Regions from separate parts of the Mus musculus genome. Here region 2 is linked to region 1. The links are chromatin contacts, called in public promoter capture Hi-C maps. All regions are on one chromosome and are shown on one strand. Each heading gives the region's core, a stretch centred on a gene start, on an enhancer-like site or on the middle of the called end of the contact. The rest is flanking DNA. Distances are from core to core; before and after follow the strand shown. Region 1 holds the start of Tbc1d30 (TBC1 domain family, member 30). Region 2 holds the start of Wif1 (Wnt inhibitory factor 1).

Region 1 (6,350 bases), core at 3,207-5,706:
CAGAAGGTAAATTTTTTTCAAGACCTAGTCCAGGTATATATCCCATTCCTTTTATCATTTCCTTGCTTTTCTGAGAGTAATCATTAGTCAATATAAAGTTCATGGCTGACAACACATCTCTTCCCCATAAGTTTACAGATAAAGGGAGTACATAAGGTTGAAAAAGCCCTGTCTTTCCTTCTTTATTTTTCCATTGTAAGGATTTTGTACTTATAGTTGGGGTAGCCTCATATCCTAATCCTTGTAAGCTATGTGATGATTGATTAACAGGCCAAGAAGTGGGCCACCACTTACTGGATATAATGCTTTTATTTGCTCCTGTATCCATTATACCTTGAAAGGTTTTTCCTTCTATTTGTAATTGTAAAGTGGGACGATTTTCCAAATCTAAAGATATGTAGGCCACATTAGTTCCTGTAGAACTGAGTCCCTTATCCCCTCGGGGATCCTGGCTACTAGGGAACATGTTATGCAAACTAAGAAGAATCAGTAATTGAGCAATGCGATCTCCAGGAGAAATGGCTACAATACCTCGGGGTGCAGAACACATAATCTTAACTTGTCCCTCATAATCTGAGTCTATAACTCCGGGATGTATCATCAATCCTTTCAAAGCAGAAGAGGACCTACCCAACAGTAGGCCCACTGTATCCTTTGGTAAGGGACCTCTAAAATCTGTTGAAATAGGCTGGCACCTCATTTGAGGTGTAAGAATTACTCTGGAGGTGGCACAGATGTCCAATCCTGCTGAACCCGGAGTGGCTCTCCTCGGTCTCTGGGTGGCCTCATGGACACTGTGGTCTGGAATGCCCCATACATTTGGGGGCCCTGGGGACGGGGGCCCCTCACTTTGTTTTTTGGCTGTTGCACTTTAAATTGAGGTATTGGCCTTCCTTTTATATCTCTGACTGATCTACATTCATTTGCCCAATGTCTTCCTTTCCCACATTTTGGGCAAATACCTGGTACTGTCTTTTCAAACCTACTCTTTCTACCCTTTGTACACTGCTTTTGCATATGCCCTGTTTGTCCACAATTATAGCAGGTTATTTCTTTTGTTTGCGCTATCAAAACTGCGGCAGTCAGCCCTGCATTTGAAAGAGGTCCTCCTATTTCTCTACAGGCTTTCATCCATGCTTGTAGTCCTTTCCCTTTCCATGGTGTGATAGCATTTCTGTATTCTTTGGTACATTGCTCGTAAACTAATTGTTCAATTAATGGCAATGTGGTCTCAGAATTACCAAATATGCGTCCTTCCGCTTCCATCATGTGAGCCACAAATTCAGAGAATGGCTCATTAATTCCCTGAATAATTTTTGTTAAGTTACCAGATACCTTTCCTCGATTAGGCAATGCTTTCCAAGCCTTCACTGTTGCCTGATTGATCTGTTCATAGACCTGCACTGGGTATCCTAATTGATTGTCCATATACCCTGACCTGTAAGCATTTTAAAGCTCCATGCTGGTTGCCCTGCAGTAGCATTAGCACGGGCCTGACTCAACCACAGATCATGCCATATAGACTTCCAATCTAGATATTGTCCCATTGTAAGACATGCCTTTACCACACTCATCCAATCAAAAGGAGTCATGGCGTTGTGAGCCAGTCTATCAATTTGGGACTGAGTAAATGAGGCATTAACTCCATAGGTCCTTACTGACTCTGTTAGCTCTTTCACTTGTTTATGTGATAGTGGCTCATAATATCGCTGTTGAGCATGATTCTGAAAAACAGGAAAAGCCTGATATATTTTTTGCAACCCTTTAGGAGTGCAAAAAGAGTGACCATTACCAATTGCTTTCTTATCTGCATAAGGCGGAGTAGGTGGGGGAGCACCGAAACTCCTCCCTATTGGACCAGATCTTTTTACCTCATACTCCGCAGCAGCCTCCTTCAAATCTTCCTCCTCTCCTGCTGATAATTTTGAATCCTCTGAGCTAGACAACTCAGAGTCCTTGAGAGGAGGGTAAATTGACTTAATTTTCTGCTTTTTATTTTTTATACTATCTTTTGTATCTTTACATTTTGGGTGTTGACAATTAAGGCTATGACATAAGATCAAGGCAAGAAAGATAGCAACCCCAGCGACAGTTATCGGATCTATTTTGTAGGAGAGCATGCCTCTTAGAGACTCACATTAATTTCTTTCTACTTACCGGTACCACTGTTCCTCAGCTGAAGAGTTCTGAATCCACGCAGTTGAATCCTTCTCAGCAGTCTGTTTTGTAGGAACACTTCATTACCACCGTTCCCCAGCTGAAGAGTTCTGAATCCACGCCGGATCCTTCTCAGCAGTCTGTTTTACGGGAACCTTTATTAACCGCTCCTTCCCCACGATGCAGTTCTGAATCCTCCCTGTAGCAGGGGGTCTTCACTCGTGCCTGAAGATGTTTCTTTTCCCGGATTTCGGCACCACTTCTTGTGCGTGCCGGACTGGCCAGCAAGAACCATGCTGCAACAGAATCCTTCTGCACACGTTTATTGGGAGAGCTTGATTGCAGAGTGAAAAGACCCCAGCCCAGAACTGGTGCTGCTTATATAGGCCTAGAAGAGGCGTGTCTTACACCTGGATTGGTTGTGCTTGGGTTATGCTTATTACCTCATTTGCATGCCTACATCTGATTGGTTAACTTCTCTCTCATCTGATTGTTTAACTTTTTTTCTCATCTGATTGGTTAATTTTGGTTAATTCTCAAAACCTCATCTTGGCAAAAGAACTTTACTGCCTATGTATGCGTGGTGGCCAGTGGAAGCCAGCGCCACCCTACAACGACACATGTGGCTTCCCACAATCTTCCTCAGATCCCTTTGAACTTCTGTCAGTTTCTGGGAAGACAGGCTCTAAAAAGAAAAAAATGTTGAAGCGGGTCCCTAGTGGAGGCAAATGGAGAGAAACCAGGGAATATCTACTGAGAAAAGAGAAACAGTTGCCGTATTTGCTCCCTGGGGAAGTCTGGTGTGCTGCAAAGATCCTTCTCTGATGAAGGGCCCATGGATTCCTTCACTCATGCCACAGGCAACAGGGAGAAAAATCTCTTTAAAAGAATCGGTGTGGTAGCAGTTTATTCATCTTTTTCTTGTAATCCATGAACAGGTTGACATTTCTTTATTCTTATTTATTTATTTTATGTAAGTACACTGTAGCTGTCTTCAGACACGCCAGAAGAGGGCGTCAGAGCTCATTTTTGGATGGTTGTGAGCCACCATGTGGTGCTGGAATTTGAACTCAGGACCTTCTGGAGAGCAGTCAGTGCTGTTAACCGCTGAGCCATCTCTTCAGCCCACCATTTCTTTATTCTTGTGCGTGTGTCTTATGGTATGCATATGGAGGTCAGAGGGCAACTTTTTACAAGGGGGATCTTTGCTTCTACTTTGTGGGTACCAGGGATCAAGCACAGGTTGTTGATGGCAAATGTGCCTTTACTTGCTGATCCATCTTGCTATATATTAAATAATTTAATATTTAAAAAAATTTAAAAGCTGGTACTTTTAACTGCTGAGCCATCTCTCGGCCCCTCCAGTATATGTTCAAATTCTGTATGCTTAGGGCATACATACAACGTCATAAAACTGGTGCTTTTATAACTCACAGTAGCTCAAATTTCAAAGTATTTTGTTGGTAGTGGTTAAGGACATCAGGCTGTGCCCCACCACGTAAGAAGTGTAAATAAACAGGAAGCCTGCCACTGTTCTTTGGTTTTTGGAGACAGGATTTCTCTTTATAGCCCTGGCTGTCCTGGAACTCACTTTGTAGACCAGGCTGGCCTCGAACTCAGAAATCCGCCTGCCTCTGCCTCCCGAGTGCTGGGATCAAAGGCATGCGCCACCATGCCCGGCTGCCACTCTCCTTTAGAAGCCCTAGATGTACAGACAATTAACAGCTTCAGGCTGAGGAGTATTTCTGTCTAATGAGAGGCAGACACTAAGAAAAGTTCAAGCTTCCTTCCTGGCAAGTCATTGAACCTCTTGGCTGCAAGGCTCTCACCGAAAAGCGAGGACACCACAGGGTTAAACTGATGATCAATGTGACTAAGTTCACAAAGTTATCCAAGGGGAAGGTAATCAAAAATTCTTCCGAAGTCTAGTGTAAAGACAGATCTCTCCGAGGAGCTAGAGAGAGGGCTCGCCAGGCAGAAGTACTTGTCTAACAAGCTTGCCAACCCGAGTTTGACCCCCTGAACCCATTTAAAGCCGGGAGTTTGATTCCCAGAACCCAGTTAAAAGTTGGAAGGAGAAAAACCGGCTGCACAGTGTTGCCTGACCGCTGGTCTCCACAGGCACATCCTGGGATGAGTGCGCAGCAATAATACACATTTTTTCTTTTTCTTTTTTAAAGGAAAAAGATAAAACTCCCATAAACTCGAATTCACCATCAAAACCAGCTCTGGCGACTTTTGTTAGCTCGGCCAACTCAGGAAGGTCTATTAAACCCACAATCAAGTGTCACGGAATTTAGTTGTTCTGAATCCAGGTCTTTTATTGGAGGAAAAAAGTTCACAACGTCACTCAAATCCCAGGACTTGCCAGATAGTCAGGTTTTTGTGGAGTCTCCTGGACGCTCCGGGTCAGGTGGGAAGGATTCGGGCGCGGCGCCCGCGGACGTGAAGCCGGAACTCCGGTCCTCCGCCCATTGGTTGGCATTTCGACCCCTGCTGGGGACTCTTTGCTGCCCGCGTGGCCGCGCCCTCCCGGAACTGGCGGGCGCCGCGGCGGTTCGAGCCATGGAGGTCCTTCCAGCGGGCAGGACGTGGGACCCGCAGCAATCCGAGGAGGCGGCGGGGCACCCGGCGGACGAGGGCGACTTGGAGCCGCAGCCCGACGGCCGCACGAGCCGCACGGCGTCCCTAGTGAGCGGGTTGCTCACCGAGCTCTACAGCTGCACCGAGGAGGAGGAGGTGGCAGCCGGCGGGGACCGTGCGTCCCAGGGCCGCCCCCTGCGAAGGGACAGCCTGGACAGCTCCACCGAGACCTCGGGTTCCGACGCATTCCTGGGCGGCCGCGGCGCTGGCGACTCCCGAGTGCTGCAGGAGCTGCGGGAGCGCCCGAGCCTGCGGCTCCAGATGCAGTACCTGCAGCGGAAAGGTGAGCGAGGGCGCGGGGACTCCTGCCTATCTGTGCCACCTGCCCCACTGCGCCATTTGCATTATCTGCTCCAGTTGCCCACCTGCGCCACCTGGCCCGCTTGACCACCTGTGCTAGTTGCCCACCTGCGCCACCTGTGCGCTGCCGCTCTGCCCGCACACCCGGAGAGTGTGGAGTCTCCTTTCATCTGACTCGGGACTCTTCTGTCACTCTTTCCCTAGACATTTCCTAATGCCCAGCCCCTCCCCCTCTGCTAGGGTGGCTCGGAGCGTGGTCGAGTCTTTCCACCTCCCCCACGCCTCTCAGAAGTCCGAAGCTAGGGGCAGTGTAGACTCTTAACTTTACCTGAACAGCTGTTAGGACTAGTTTGGCGTTTCTTCCGTGCTTACTAGAAATTTCCTAGAGGACCCTGGGAGAAGAGAGCCGACTTCTAGGGCTTCCCACCCCACCCCCTTCCCTAGCCACGCCGCTTGGACAGGGATTTTTAACTAGTGAGGCAGAATAATTCGATAATGCAGTTCGCAGCAGAGCGCGTGAATTCCGTGCCTGTCAGAGTGTGAGTCCCCAGCAGCTCTGCTTTAATCTGGGTCTCAGGACTGAGTGAAGTCTGAGCGCTTGGCCTTCACGGTGCATTTAACAACTGCTACCGTTCACCTGCCCAGAGAGTGCAGCTGAGAAATGGCCTGGTTTCCTCGGATCATAGGCTGATTTGATGTTTCTTCCGTTATCAAATTCTGAGACTCAAATTCTGGTCGAAAAAAAAATTTTTTTTTTCTCAATAATGATAGCTTATATTTCAGGCATCGGGACTAGTGTAGTTGTCTTTTTGCATAGATCTGGGAAAACCTCAATTTACAAAATGTACTAAAGTGTGGGGAACAGAAGGCCAGCCACTATCACATTTCTTGCAATATTGTCCTTGTGCTAAATGACCATGGGGGTGGGGAATAGAGAGAATTATACAGTCTTCTTGTACTTGCTGTATCCAGTCTAGCTGGTTCCAGGAAAAAAAAAAAAACAGAAAAAGAAAAAATCTGTCTGTTTGCTCCTACCTGTGTAAACAATTCTCAGCTTCCAAGTGACCCCCCCCCCACGTTCCCCAACACCTTTGGCTGCAGACATTTTATTTTATGTAATTACCTGGCTGTGCTAAGAATGTCTGCTTATTGCCCAAACTCTTGCAGTAGGTCAGATTCCAAGAGAATCAGTTTTGAAAATTATGACCAGATTTCCGCATGTTAGAAGGCTATTCACTTTACCAGGAAAC
Region 2 (6,941 bases), core at 2,348-4,847, 320 kb after region 1:
CCATGCGCTCATCTGACATGAGAGTCTGCACAATTCCCCACATACCAGAACACCTGCATAACATCTGATCAGTTCCCTATGGGAAAATGAAGCCCGTTGTAGTGGCTCCGTTGTAGTTCTCTGAGGTTGGTAGTGGGCTTTAAATGGCTCTCAACACTCTTGGTGACTGCGCTCAAAACTTCCTAGAAATACATGATTCCTTATTGCTTTTACTAGGTCTTGTATCTTCTTAAAAAAAAAAAAAAAAAAACCCTTTGTCCACATGTTGCTAAAAGAGCCACAGCTTAAAATTTAATTAATCAGATATGTTTCGTTTCTGCAGTGTTGAAATGCCTAAGTGTTTGATATCATTTGGATTAAATAACTAGATAATGGGATGAACTTTTCATTTTTCATGTTGCGATGTGGTTTGGCATAAGCTATGGATGCCTTTCAAAATACTTAATTGATATTGAAGTCATCATTTTTCCCCGTCTTCGAATTCCCCTGGCATGTCAAAATGTGTGCTGCCGGAGTCACATTATTTTAGGGAGCAAAATTAGTTATATTTAAATAAGATTTAAAACACACCTCTTTCAGCTTTGGGAAGTTCTATCCATGCTACACGCGGATTCCGAGTAATGGCCTGGAGTTACCTCTCCATAGAGAACAAAGTCACTTACTGAAGGGGTAACATTGTTATCTCTCCCTGGTGAACAAAGTCACTTGCTGGAGCGCTAACTGTTGTTCTGCCCAAAGAGATGAGCCATATATTTAATCAACACAACCTCAAGCAGGAAGGAACAAAATACTAGAGGTCCTTAGATGGCTCTAGCTTTCCCCAACCCCTCCAAAACACAGCCCTAAGACTGCTCACTATGCCAATCCCTTTTACAGATATGTGTGCTACAAGGCAATGCACAAGGTAGCATGGAATTGCAGCCTTTGCTTTTAATTCTTTGAAAGACTCTGTCTCTGTCTGTCTCTGTCTCTCTGTCTCTCTCTTTGTGTCTCTCTCTGTGTGTGTGTGTGTGTGTGTGTGTGTGTGTAAGGGAGCTTGGCATTTTCTACCATTCTTCAGTTACGAACCCCTTTCATCTGGCAGGGTAGGGGTTAAGCTACTTTCTAACATTATTATGAAAAAGCATCTTTAAAATATAGGCTGTTGAGCGCAATAACAAGTGGTCAACACCAGCAAACAGATTTGGGTGAAAGAAAAGGAAAACATGAAAGCCCAGTTACTCATTAGTGATTTCCCAATGTACCAAACAACACTGCACATCAAGTATCTACGAAGAGAGGATTGCAGGCAGGAACAAAAACAACAGAGGCTTCAATCAACTTCTCTGTGCAAACGGGACCATCAAATGTCTGACCTGGATCTACCAAACATCATTTAACAAAACAACAACAACAAACAAACAAAAAACAAAAAAACCACGGAGCAGAAGGAACACAGACAGTCTGGATGAGATCTATTTTTAAAAGATTCTTTTAAAAATAGAACAAACTTGAGGATAAAAAGACAGCTGAAGTGGTCATGACTGCAGTGTAATAGGCAGTTGCAGGGCACCAATGTGGTTTCCTGATTTAGCATGGTTGCTTTTTATAAAGTGTTTTCTTGATTGCATCCTTCTTGAAAATGGCTATTTAAGTAATTTTAGAATTAAAAAAAAAAACCTGAAAATGTGCAGTTAATTATAGTTACAATAGTTTTCATAGCAGACACATTTTTACCAACTAATGAGCAGAATTTATCCTGTGCACTTGTCCTCTAGACAATTTTAAAGTCACACAAACATCCTACCCTTCCCAAATCAGAGGACATTAATACAGTCCTGCAGATCTATAAAAGGTAACTTAGAAGGCCTTGCATGCTAAGTACTGAGAGGAACGCTTTGGTGACATAGACTTTTTTCTCTTTTATTTCCATAGGGAAGCATTTTGAGTGGTCGCTTCAGAAAATCAGTAGTCTTTATTTTTCATAATTTTATATTACTTTTTTTGAGTCTCTGAACTTCTACAAGAAATGTGTGGTATCTGCAGCACTCAGCATATCAGCCTTCTAAAATTCATGTCAAGAATACCTACGAACTTATTTTGTTGTGAAGTATGAATCCCATCACAAATGATTATCAGTTAGTATTGAAAGTCTTCTAAATACTTTGTTAATGTTTTAATATCAGTGATTACAGAAACACCATGATATGGATATTTGGGGTCTTTATACTCAAAACCTCAGGATACCAAATCTTATTAAAGTAATGATCGTGAGTACATTGACCCTTAGAGTTCTCCATTTACTTGGCAACTTTAAATACATTGGAACTGATCCCTTGTGTGCTCTGGCAACCAGGCAAGAACTTGTATGGAATTTTAAATGGTATACATCACACCACTATTATTACTACGGGCCACCGGAGCTACATCACACACCATTATTATTACTATGGGCCACGGGAGAATTGAAATACAAAAGAGTGCCTTTTCTCTACCGCTCTGTTATCAGAACTTACCTGCCCCGCAGCTTGCCAGGTAAAATTCATGGAGTGGATATTGACAGGAATGGCTGGCATTCTTTGTTGGGCTTTCCTGAAATCATGTGTAAAGGGGGCCATTTTCCCCTCCGAGACAATCAGAATGTCTTCTTCAAATCCTGTTGTGTAAATAATAAACAAACCTATCAAACTAGTTGCGTTTCTAAGAAACAGACGTTTCATGTAGAAAGCAAAACCCCTGGGAACCAGTGCAGGTCACTGCTTTTCATAAAGCACCTGCCTTTGATACCAACAACAGTACCAGAGTTATTTTTCCTCTCTCTGTGGTAAAAAAAAAAAAAAAAAAAAAAAAAAAAAAAAAAAAAAAAAGTGCTTACAGTGAAGTAAGCGGGTGCCACCGCTGGATTCCTGTTACAAATCTGCAGTCAGGACTAGCAACAGCAGGGCTGGGATGTTGGGTCGGCTTTGCTTTTTTGAGAAAAAAATCTCATAAGCCTCTAAATAGAGAATCCTGATTTTTAAAAAGAGGGGGCAGTCACCCTTGAAGTTGTTTTAAAACACACTCGGTGCACGTGTCTCCGCTCTAATGGAAAAACTGAGGACCACTGGGAAGGTGCAGATGCCGGACCTTACCTATGAGCACTCTAGCCTGATGGGCGTCGATCCACAGGTACAAGCTCTCCTCAGGTGGCTGCCCTGCATCCGCTCGCAGCAGGAGCAGGCAAGGTAGGATGCTCCAGAGCCGGAGCGCGAAAGCAGGGAAGGCTCTTCTCCGAGCCATGGTGCTCAGGACCTTCTCGCTGGTGGTGCAACTCCTGCCGCAGCGACCCAACCTGTGCTGCTTGTGAAGTTCTCGCCTTGGCTGCAGCTGGCGGGGCTGGAGCTGTTCCTACTTAAACGACTGGGCGTGCAAGTCTCCAGTCTCCGTTGCGAGTGAGCCTGGGAGTGCTGGAGAGGAGGGAGCAAGGAGGGAGTGGATGCGCGGCCGCGTAGAAAGAGGTGGGGGCTGGAGGGAGAGGGGGACGCAGAGACACGATGCTGGCAAAGCTGGCAATGCCAGCACGTCCCACAGCGCCAGCAGCTAGAGGAGCACACTCGAGAGGGAGGAACCGCGGGAACTGCTGGCAAAAGGCGAGCACTGAGAGCGGCCGGTGGTGTGCAGGCGGTCGCCACTAGGGAGCGCTGCGGAGCCGCGGGGGCGGGGCCGCGGTACCCGGTAGACCCCGCTCGCCTGCGCCAGGTGAATGAAAACGGGGACACAACCAAGAAACACACCCAAAGGGACTTCTGGGTCATCACTCAGGCCTCCTGCCGCCCGAAGAGACACGTGTGGATGGCCGGGGTGCTATAAACAAACAAACAAAAAAATCTGGGCTCGATTCGTGGTCAAAGATAAATTCCGTTTAACAGTGGAGCTAACGGAAAGCACATAGCCAGCCCACCCTTTCTCTTCGAACTACATTTCAGACTGCATCTCTGTGTGCCTGTCTGCAAACTCTGACTTCTCTAGCTGACAGTTTGCGCTCTCGCTCTCTCTCTCCTAGGAAGTTAAATACTGAGACTCCACAGGCTAGTCGGGCTACTGCAGGCGCTGGTCCTCGCAGGACGTTCATTTATTTCTGCACTGGACAGACACCCGACAGGTGGCGTGGTTTGTCTTCTTGATAACCCAGTTGCACCCGGAATAGTTCCCTAGGACCTCGATGATAGCTGTAATCCCTTTCCCCCCATCCCTGCTCTACGACGGTAGGACTCCCCTTAAAATTGGATTTGGGGGAAAACATTAGGAGGCTCACGCCCAGTCTCTGAAATCTTAGGCGCTTGAGGGTAAGACTGAGGGTCTGGTGGGAGAGCACTTAGCTAGCGGCGGCTTGCAGCATTACCTCTGCACGGAAGGCTTTTTTGCCTGCCTCCTTGAACGTACAGAGAAAGCAGAAACAAATGGTTTTTCAAAAACACAGAAAGTTTTCAGACCCCGGAAAAGCTTTGTTTACTTTTTTTTTTTTTTTTTTTTTTGCACCCAGTGGCTTTCTAGCAAATGCCCCCCAAGGATCTAGACTCTGGCGCTGGGCTGTGTTCCCTTCTGTCCTTTGTAGAGCGGTGGGTCTCTCAGCAGGGGATGGCAAAAACAGAAACTACAGAATAGAAGCCGGACTTGGACGCGTACATGTTCAACAAATGTTAGGTCACAAGCATATTTTTTTAAAAGAAGGAGGAATGGGAAGGGAGGAGGAGGAGGAGAGAAGGAGGAGGAGGAGGAGGAGGAGGAGGAGGAGGAGGAGGAAGAGGAGAAGAAGAGGAAGAAGAAGAAGAAGAAGAAGAAGAAGAAGAAGAAGAAGAAGAAGAAGAAGAAGAAGAAGAAGAAGAAACATGTGTTAAAACTGTGAAATCTGTGTAGGTATCTAACAGATTGGTAGGAAGGTATTGTGTTTGGGAGTTAGACACGAAGACTGTCCATTGTGACTGTGAACTCCATGAAGCTTCATTTTAAAAATTCTTCTCAGGCAGCTACTGTTACTACTCTCATTTTACTGATGGGGAACCAAAGCTTTAAAAGTCTAGTAAATTGACCGCAGATATTCAGCTGGTGAGTGACAAGAGTAGGAATTCAAATCACGATCGCTCTAACTTCAAAGCCCCTTCTTGCAAATCACAATTAAGACGGTTTGCCTCAAAAAAGCTTAACATCTACTCTTTCTTTAAAACAAAACATTTAAACTGGTTGTGGTAGCACAGGCTGTAATCTGGGGGCTAAAGAAGTAGAGGCAGAGGCATCAGGAGCTCATTGTTAATACTAATCGACATATGGAGTTTGAAGCCAGCCTGGGCTACCTGGGACTCTGTCTCAAAAAAACAAAAACAAAAACAACAAAAAACAAACAAAAAAGGATCTTTTCCCAACATTCTATTTTATTAATTAATTGTTGCAGTGAATATTAATTTATATAATGTTTTACTATATTAGGCAAACTTATAACCCTTTAATATTGTAAAAACAGTGTCATTCAGTTACAGGTAATAATTTCGCAACACAATAGACTCTTTTTGACTTGGAATGTGGTTTTCGTTGAAGGTTTTTCTTCCGTAGTATTGCTCAGACCTCCATGGCTCTTGGTGTAAGGACGCCCTCTACAGGTTGTTCTTGTCAAACGCCAGCTGAGAACTGAAAGGGGAACAAATTCTATCATAATACAGCTTCCTCCAAGTGAGGATTTTCCGTAGCAGTCGTCTTTGATGTTGAGACAGCAATTTATCCTGCTATCAAGAAATTTCCCCAATTCTGGACAATTGTTTTGTTAGGTGTGGTGGCAAATGCCTGTTATCCCCGCACTCAGAGGCTAAGGCAGGAGGGTTTCAGTGAAAATGAGGCCAGCCGAGGCTACTAGTGAATTCAAGTCCAGCTTAGACTACAGAGAAAGTAGCCTGTGTTATATCATCATTATCATCACCATCATCAGTGGCCACAGCAACAGCACCACCAATACTACCAACTACATTTTTCTGTTCACTTTTCTCCAACAGGAAACATACTGTATTTTTAGAGATACATAAAACGTTATTTAAAAATTATTGGTACTAGAGAGATAGCTAAGCCGGTGAGAGTCTTTACCCTTACTGATCAGGCGCGAGGACCAGAGTTCATATCCCTGGCAAACAAATAAAAAGCTGTCCGAGGTATTGTGCTCCTGTAACCCTAGTGCTGAGGCGCTGCAACAGGAGGATGCCTGGGACTTACTGGTGGCTAGCCTAGCTCTGGGTTAGTGAGAACTCCTGCCTCAGGGAGTAATTGAAAAGCGATTCAGCAAGACAGCTGATGTCCCCTCTGTCCTGTGTGCACCACATGCACATGTGTGCACACAAACACACACACGTGCACATGCTCACAACACACACCCATATACACACACATGCACACTCACACACAACATATACGCATGCACACACACTCACACATATACATGCTCACAACACACACTTATACACACTCACACACAACACACACAAACACTCACACACTCAAACACATATATACATACCTCACACACTCATAACACAAAATCTCACACAAACATGCTTACAATACACACTCCCCCACACCCAACATACCCATACACATTCACTCACATACACACTCACACACACACATTCACATACACTCACATACATTCACATATACAGTCACTCATACACACTCACATATGCAGTCACACACACACACACTCACTCACACCTAAATTTAAGCCAGCTGTGGTGGCACGTGACATCTTGTAATTTCAGTCCTCTGACGCCTAAATGGCTAGTTGAGCTACAAAGCAAAATCCTGTCTTAAAGAAGTCTGTGTTTGAATAACTTGGGTTTTAAGGGGGAAGAAACATGCTTTGTGTAGGCAGGTCAGATACTTAACAGTAATAGAGCGTATCTCTATAGGAAATCTATCCAAGAACTGAAATTTTATCCCCCCTT

The links. Capture Hi-C pulls out chosen DNA fragments and counts their contacts.
Region 2: a contact with region 1 is called in a promoter capture Hi-C map of liver. The contact joins the promoter of Wif1 here to the promoter of Tbc1d30 in region 1. A contact is called at or near these places in 3 of 39 promoter capture datasets (cranial neural crest, maxillary cranial neural crest and stem cell-derived epiblast-like cells), 1 of 484 Hi-C or Micro-C datasets (myeloid progenitors), 2 of 115 datasets of contacts at active chromatin or transcription factors (embryonic stem cells and pancreatic cancer cells) and 2 of 9 other capture datasets (embryonic stem cells and liver).

The regions. Positions count from the first base shown.
Region 1 is chr10:121,349,750-121,356,099 of GRCm38.p6, reverse strand. It overlaps Tbc1d30 (TBC1 domain family, member 30), which reads left to right and starts at 4,456. Exons shown (of 13, transcript NM_001361015.1): 1 at 4,456-5,083. The coding sequence starts at 4,723. It overlaps Gm51786 (a long non-coding RNA gene), which reads right to left and starts at 2,199. Exons shown (of 3, transcript XR_003948972.1): 1 at 2,158-2,199.
Region 2 is chr10:121,030,660-121,037,600 of GRCm38.p6, reverse strand. Wif1 (Wnt inhibitory factor 1) reads right to left here and starts at 3,597. Exons shown (of 10, transcript NM_011915.2): 1 at 3,111-3,597; 2 at 2,496-2,635. The coding sequence starts at 3,258.